Linked DNA regions of Hordeum vulgare: region 2 is linked to region 1. Evidence: chromatin contacts called from public Hi-C data. All regions are on one chromosome and are shown on one strand. The core of a region is the stretch at or near the end of the contact, and the rest is flanking DNA. Distances in the headings are between cores, read along the strand shown.

Region 1 (3,448 bases), core at 280-2,779:
GCAACCATTACACCAACAGCACATCATTGTCTTCATGCTACCGACCGATGAGTAGTTGGGAACATCAGTCATCTACTGCCCCTTCCAATTCTTCTCCGAACCTCTGTTCATATGCATACAAAGCTCTTTACAGTTGTGGTTTAACAGCTGAATGATCAATCAAATGACTGGAAAATTGCTGATTGCAGCTGGCTCACCTGAAGGAACAGCATGTTTGCAATGTAGGGGATTCACAGGTGCATTCTCGCAGGATCCAGAAAAATTCTTGTGTTTCAAGTGGCCAAAAGTCTGAAATGTGATGCAATTACCCATTGTTGTTTTCCAGGATTCAGCTCTAAACCAAAAAGGTGGGCGTGGTTGTGCATCATTAGGATTGCGATGCCGCTTTCGGATAACAGGACAACTGTATGTCTCTATCTGATTGGACTTGCTCTCCCCATGGAATCCCTGGTACGTGCAGTTGAACCGAAGGAAGCAAAGTAAAGTGTGAGCTGGTGCGACCCATGCATGCTGCTGCTGCATTGCTGCCTGTCATAGCATGGGGATGGACACAACTGTTCTGGTGGTTACTGTAAGTTTTTCTCTCTCTCTCACCTTTCTTGCTTCCCGTGGTCTCTTGAGATTCAATTCTGTCACTGTCACTCCAATGCAAAAGTCACTTTCCCACTACCTTATAATTGAAATGCCACTAGTGGGTCTGGCTCACTTGGTTATTGATTTCTTTTTCCTCATGCACGTCAGAGATTGTTTCATCACAGTACAGTTATGTGTACTGTCTTCAGTTATGTGAGATACTAGAAGTATGTCGTCGTGGTTCATTGTATGCCGTAAGCACAGCCACACACTTAGCCTGCTTGAATTCCTTTGTTTTCGGTTAGATGGCCAATTGGCCATCAGTATCTCCAATAGTTGATAGCCTGCCAAGAAGGAATTTCCTGCTATCTGTTTGTTTGGCTAGTCAGAAAATTTATTTGTTTTCATAGGCAAACAATGTAAGTACGCTCTATTTATTTTTCTTGTCATCAAAGATGAGCAAGAACATTATTTAATTAACCATGGAAGCATCATATAGTTGTCCTTATGCTACCAAATCAAGGAGGGTGGTTGAACTGTTTAAGCACGTACCCTCTGTAAAGTGCACCAGTTTAGGCCCTGTTTCTTTAAAAAGTCTTAGGACTTTTTTTAGTCCCAACTAAAAAGTCTCTAGTCCCTACCCGTTTCTTTCCAAGGACTAACATGGACTAGAGGTCATTAAATAACATGCAAAAAGACCATGTTACCCCTAATAATATACTAGAAGTTATTAAATGACATGCTAAAAGTAGGGGCACTGTTGGAAAAAGTGCCAAAAAAGTCCCTCCCATAGGGACTTCTTCCTTTAGTCCCAAATACCCCATTTTAGTCCCTAAAAGTCCCTCCTGTTTCTTTCACATGGGACTATTTTTTAGTTCCTACACCAAAAAATCCCTGGAAAGAAACACCCCCTTACTAATCTCCAGTGCCCTTTTCATTCTTGTCACTAGATATCACCCAGAAGAAGGTGAACTAACAAGTCAAAGCAACAAGGTTAGCCTTTAAAATACCAGATGACTAGCTCTGCATTATTCAAGGCTACTCTGATTATTCTAATCATATATTTGTAAGCAGGATTCTACGTGCTCTACCTTCTCCTTTGGCTTGTATTGCATTTTCACTAGTAGGAGCCCAGCACATTCCCTGACTCTGATACACAGAGCAGGTAGGCGTTTGATAACTCCTTTTTGCCCCCTTTTTGCAGCTTAGGCTCCTACCACACCACAGCAATGGGGGTTTATACACATCTTCCCAACTCCGGGGTAGCGGCTATCTTGTAAGTTAATCTCCCCTTTGTAGTTTACACAGTTGCATCATATCATCGTAGCAATGGCCATTCCGCTTGCGCTTCTGCTATCTTTGCTCTTTGGCATCCTGCTTGCACCGGAATGTGTAGCCACGCCGGACATGGCTCCTACCACTCTGATGCAAGTGAAGTCCGATCTCATCGATCCTCAAGGTATCCTCTCCGGCTGGTCGCCGGAGGCTGATGTCTGCTCCTGGCACGGTGTTTCATGCCTGACAGGAGAGGGCATTGTGACAGGCCTCAACTTGTCGGGATACGGCCTATCGGGCACCTTATCGCCGGCGATAGCTGGCCTGATATCCGTGGAGATCATTGACCTCTCCTCCAACTCCCTCACCGGGCCGATCCCGCCAGAGCTCGGCAGGCTGCAGAACCTGAAGACGCTGCTCCTCTACTCCAACTCCCTCGTCGGCACCATCCCTTCCGAGCTGGGCCTCCTTGTGAACCTGAAAGTTCTCAGGATTGGTGACAACAGGCTGCACGGTGAGATACCACCACAGCTCGGCAACTGCACGGAGCTCGAGACCATGGCGCTGGCCTACTGCCAGCTGAGTGGTGCCATTCCTTACCAGATTGGCAACCTGAAGAACCTGCAGCAGCTGGTTTTGGACAACAACACTCTCACCGGAAGCATCCCGGAGCAGCTTGGTGGTTGCGCAAATCTGCGTACTCTGTCATTGTCTGATAACAGGCTGGGTGGCATCATTCCCTCGTTCGTTGGCAGCCTGAGTGTTCTCCAGTCTCTCAACCTTGCAAACAATCAGTTTTCCGGTGCAATTCCGGCGGATATTGGGAAGCTTTCCAGCCTGACATACCTCAACCTGCTCGGCAACAGCCTGACAGGCGCCATCCCGGAAGAGCTGAACCAGCTGAGCCAGCTGCAGGTTCTTGACCTGTCCAAGAACAACATCTCTGGAGTGATCAGCATCTCCACATCGCAGCTGAAGAACCTGAAGTACCTTGTGCTGTCTGACAATCTTCTTGATGGTACCATACCTGAAGGCCTCTGCCCTGGGAACTCAAGCTTGGAGAGCCTGTTCCTTGCCGGGAACAACCTTGAAGGAGGCATCGAGGGTCTGCTCAACTGCATTTCTCTGCGATCCATTGACGCGTCCAACAACAGCTTCACCGGAAAGATTCCGTCGGAGATCGACCGGCTGCCGAACCTTGTCAACCTTGTACTGCACAACAACAGCCTTACCGGCGTTCTGCCACCTCAGATAGGTAACTTGAGCAACCTGGAGGTGCTGTCCTTGTACCACAATGGCCTCACCGGTGTGCTCCCGCCGGAGATCGGCCGGCTGCAGAGGCTGAAGGTCTTGTTCCTGTACGAGAATCAGATGTCTGGGACCATACCTGATGAGATTACCAACTGCATGAGCTTGGAGGAGGTGGACTTCTTCGGCAATCATTTTCATGGGACTATCCCTGAGAAGATTGGGAACCTCAAGAGCCTAACGGTGCTTCAGCTCCGGCAGAATGATTTGTCCGGCTCGATCCCAGCGAGCCTCGGCGAATGCAGGCGGCTGCAAGCATTGGCATTGGCGGACAACCGGCTCACAGGCGCAC
Region 2 (3,423 bases), core at 611-3,110, 450 kb after region 1:
TGCATTGCACATCAACCACGGCACATGTAAATTCAACATGCATGCTAGAACATGTAGAAAAGGTTGGGCAGTAGACCCAATACCAGTAAAGGTAGAGATCTTGTTGAAAAGAGAAGAGTGTCATAACATGTGGATTGACCAACCCGTGCACAAAGCGCGCAGTTTTGACCAAGTCAGGTACAAAAAAATTCCTAGAACCTGACCCTGTTGGCCTCTTATGTTTCTTTCCCTTTTCATAGTAAGGACTTTCTGTACCTCAATTTTCCTAGTCAATTCTTGCTCACATAACTAGCTGGTGTATTTTCAGCGCTCGAATGATGTCATAGAAAACTATAGTGAACCTTAATGCTGAAGTTGAAACAGACAAATGATTACCTAGAAAACTCAGTACTTTATCCGTTAAAAGGTAGATGTCAGAATTTAGTTTTAGGAAAGATAACAAAGTTGCAGAATTAGTAGAATTATTCAACTAGAAGAAATACCAGAGTTGTAGCATCACTAGAACATTTGAGGAGGGAGTGCGGAGCCAAAATCATCAGTTCATCTCTGTACTTGGCAGCATCCTGAAAAGTATGAGTGCAGAAAAAAAATATGAACATCATAGAATGCTAAGAGATGAACAAATCATGTTTGCTTGAGACCAGCAAGACAGAGAAATAGCACCAAGTATTGATCACATTCACAGTTCAAACAATGATAATAGAAAAGGCACAATTTCAATAGAGATAAGAGTATGGTCGCATGCTTGTTAAAATGACTGCCTTAAGACTTCCTCTCGTTGCAATAGACTCTTCAAACATGAGGGAGAAAAACAGTAAGGTGTCCTGTTAAATTGTTGAATCAATGGTCAGTACAGCAGCATATCCTACTGCTATGCTGAGCCGCTGCGTCGTTTTGGTTTGATCAGCTACTAGAAATGGAAATGAAGCAACTAGAAACTAGATGTAGCAAAATTGGCAGGAACAATGGCAATGGAAGAGTGCACCTACCGCAAACCTCTCCTCCTCGACCGCCTTCTTCAGCGAGCGGCGGAGGCGGAGGACGGGCTCCTCTTCCTCGAACAACCTCAACGAGTCCCTCAGCCTCGCCGCCTCCTTGTAATCCTGCAACAAATTGCAACTTACAGTCACCGAGCAGCCCAGATTTGCATTGGTTGGTAGCAATTTTCGCATTCTGCGGACCCTACCTCGAGTTGGGCGGCTACGGCGAGCTGCTGCTTGAGCATAGCGTACTTCTGGCTCCTCAACAAGAAGGCCGCCGCCGTCTTGTCACCCTCCGCCCTCCCCGCGGCCTCCTCCGCCTCCTCGTCACTACCCGGCGAGTTGGAGCTCGAGTTGGCATCGGATGACGGTGGCGACGAGGACGCGGCCGCCACGACCGCCCTCCGTGCGGCAGACGAGCTCCTCTGCGGCCATCTCGTTGTTTTTGGACGCCGCCGCATCCAGACAGCCGTCGGCGCCGCCGGCGGCGAGCTCAGGCCCACCCACTGCATCCTCTCCCACCGCCCAGGAAACCAAATCGAATTCGAGTTCGGCGGCGACGCGATTGGATAGGCGACAGATCGCCGCGGTTTCTTGGAGGCAGGCGGGCGAGCGGCTGCCTCAGGCTTTTCCCTCCGCGCTGCTGGCTAAAATTAGCCGCTGTTCTCGGCCCCCATTTCTGTGGCTCCGCCCGGCGCCAACGCCGAGAACCCCAGCCCTGATTCTTGCGGATAATTCGTGCGGATTAGCGACTAGCGCATCATCATTGGATGGAACAGCAACGTGTTGGAATCAGGAAAGGAAAGATCCCATCTTGCGGGCACACCCACACGCACGCAGCACGCAGCACGCACAGGGATCCGTCGTCGTCCGTCACTCGCGTCGCCGTCCGTCGGTCACTAAAATATTTACTTCGCCGGCGCTAAAATAAAAGGAAAAATAGGTCACCCACCGTTATCGGAGAGGTTGGCTGTGGATAATTCATGGATTAGTAACACATTTTTTATCCAAAAAAGTAACACATTTCTTGTGAAAAAATTTCGAACCAGAATATTGAAAGCTTTATTCAACGGAAGGCCCGAGAGAGTCTTCCATAAGGCTGGTTACGAGGCTAGGATTCGAGTCAAACAAGCAATCCGTCACACCTAGAGTGTTACCTTGCTTCGCACATGTTAACTGATCTGTTACAATGTTGAATAACAAAAGAAGTAAAAGAAACTACGTGCTCCCTTATCTTCTCTAAGATAAGCGTCACCATCGATCTCGAATTGTGACGCAAATTCGAGGGTTGGACTAATTCCACACAATCTGTTTCCATGATAAGAGGCCTCTCAACCTCGCAAAGAGGACCCCATCTCGTAGAGCAAGTTCTTCCGCTATGAGAGGTCACCGACCCCGCTGTATTTCTGGCAACTCCTCCACCACCACCCCGGCTTGCCTTCATGGCGATGCCGCCGTCGGTGTTGATCTTGGCATCTTCTTTGTCAGGTGGGCGCCAACCATGCCCAAGGAGAACTCTCGCATCATCGCGAGGAAGATCCAGCAAAGTTAGTGCATCTCGCATCATGATCAAAGACTGAACTGGGTTTATTGATCCCCTATCATGTGTGAGATTGTTGTGGGAAGTCCAAATAGCCCACATAATAGAGGCCAACTTTGTCCTATTAGGGTCAGTGGAACGAGGATCACAAAGAATGTCCTTCTTCCAAGTGAGGGGATGTAAATCTGGCCGCCTGATATCCAACCATTTTGGGGTTGCGTTCCAGAACTTCATCGCAATGGAGCAATGCAGCAGCGCTTGCAGAAGTGTCTCATTCGGATCCGTGCAAAGCTTACATGTGTTGTCCATTGAAATATGGCGATACTTGAGCAGAGATTCAACTGGGAGAATACCTCGCAGCACACACCACCAAAATACGCGTACCTTAGGGATGACTTTTAGCTTCCATAACCGAGACCACGTCTGTTTTTCTATCATTGAGGTTTCCGTCATCGTCCCTTCCTTTAGAGCCTGCAGCTCATTTTGAGTCATTAGAGAACGGTGCGCAGATTTCACAGTGTAAATCCCGGACTTCTCACGAGCCCAAGCCAAGATATCTCTCCCCCCCCGCCAGCCCTTGGGAGGGTGTTCAGTATAGCGTCAGCATCTGGCAGGGTGAAGTTTTGGCGGACTACATCCGTCTTCCAAGCACCAATATCCTCATCAATTAGGTGAGACACCCAGGTAACATTAGCAACTTCAGTTCGTGTCGGAATCATCGTCACCGTGTTGGGAATCCACATGTCCTCCCAAATGGAGATTGTTGAGCCATTGCCCACTCGCTTGATAAGGCCAGTTTGCAGAGCTCTTCTTCCCGCAATAATCGCTCACCAAGTAGCCGCTGAGCTTTTAGGCGTTGTAGCTTGCATGAAATCACTATCTGGGGAGTATCTTCCTTTCAAC

The links. Hi-C and Micro-C count contacts between places; a contact is called where the count stands out from the background.
Region 2: a contact with region 1 is called in a Hi-C map of leaf, with 4 times the contacts expected there. The contact joins the promoter of LOC123426711 here to the promoter of LOC123426691 in region 1. A contact is called at or near these places in 3 of 6 Hi-C or Micro-C datasets (leaf and seedling) and 1 of 1 datasets of contacts at active chromatin or transcription factors (embryo).

What each region holds. Positions count from the first base shown.
Region 1 is chr1H:116,325,024-116,328,471 of MorexV3_pseudomolecules_assembly, forward strand. It overlaps LOC123426691 (LRR receptor-like serine/threonine-protein kinase GSO1), which reads left to right and starts at 1,530. Exons shown (of 1, transcript XM_045110563.1): 1 at 1,530-3,448. The coding sequence starts at 1,903. LOC123407881 (a long non-coding RNA gene) reads left to right here. Exons shown (of 3, transcript XR_006612690.1): 2 at 1-236; 3 at 326-902.
Region 2 is chr1H:116,772,767-116,776,189 of MorexV3_pseudomolecules_assembly, forward strand. LOC123426711 reads right to left here and starts at 1,861. Exons shown (of 6, transcript XM_045110581.1): 1 at 1,187-1,861; 2 at 990-1,103; 3 at 483-563. The coding sequence starts at 1,492.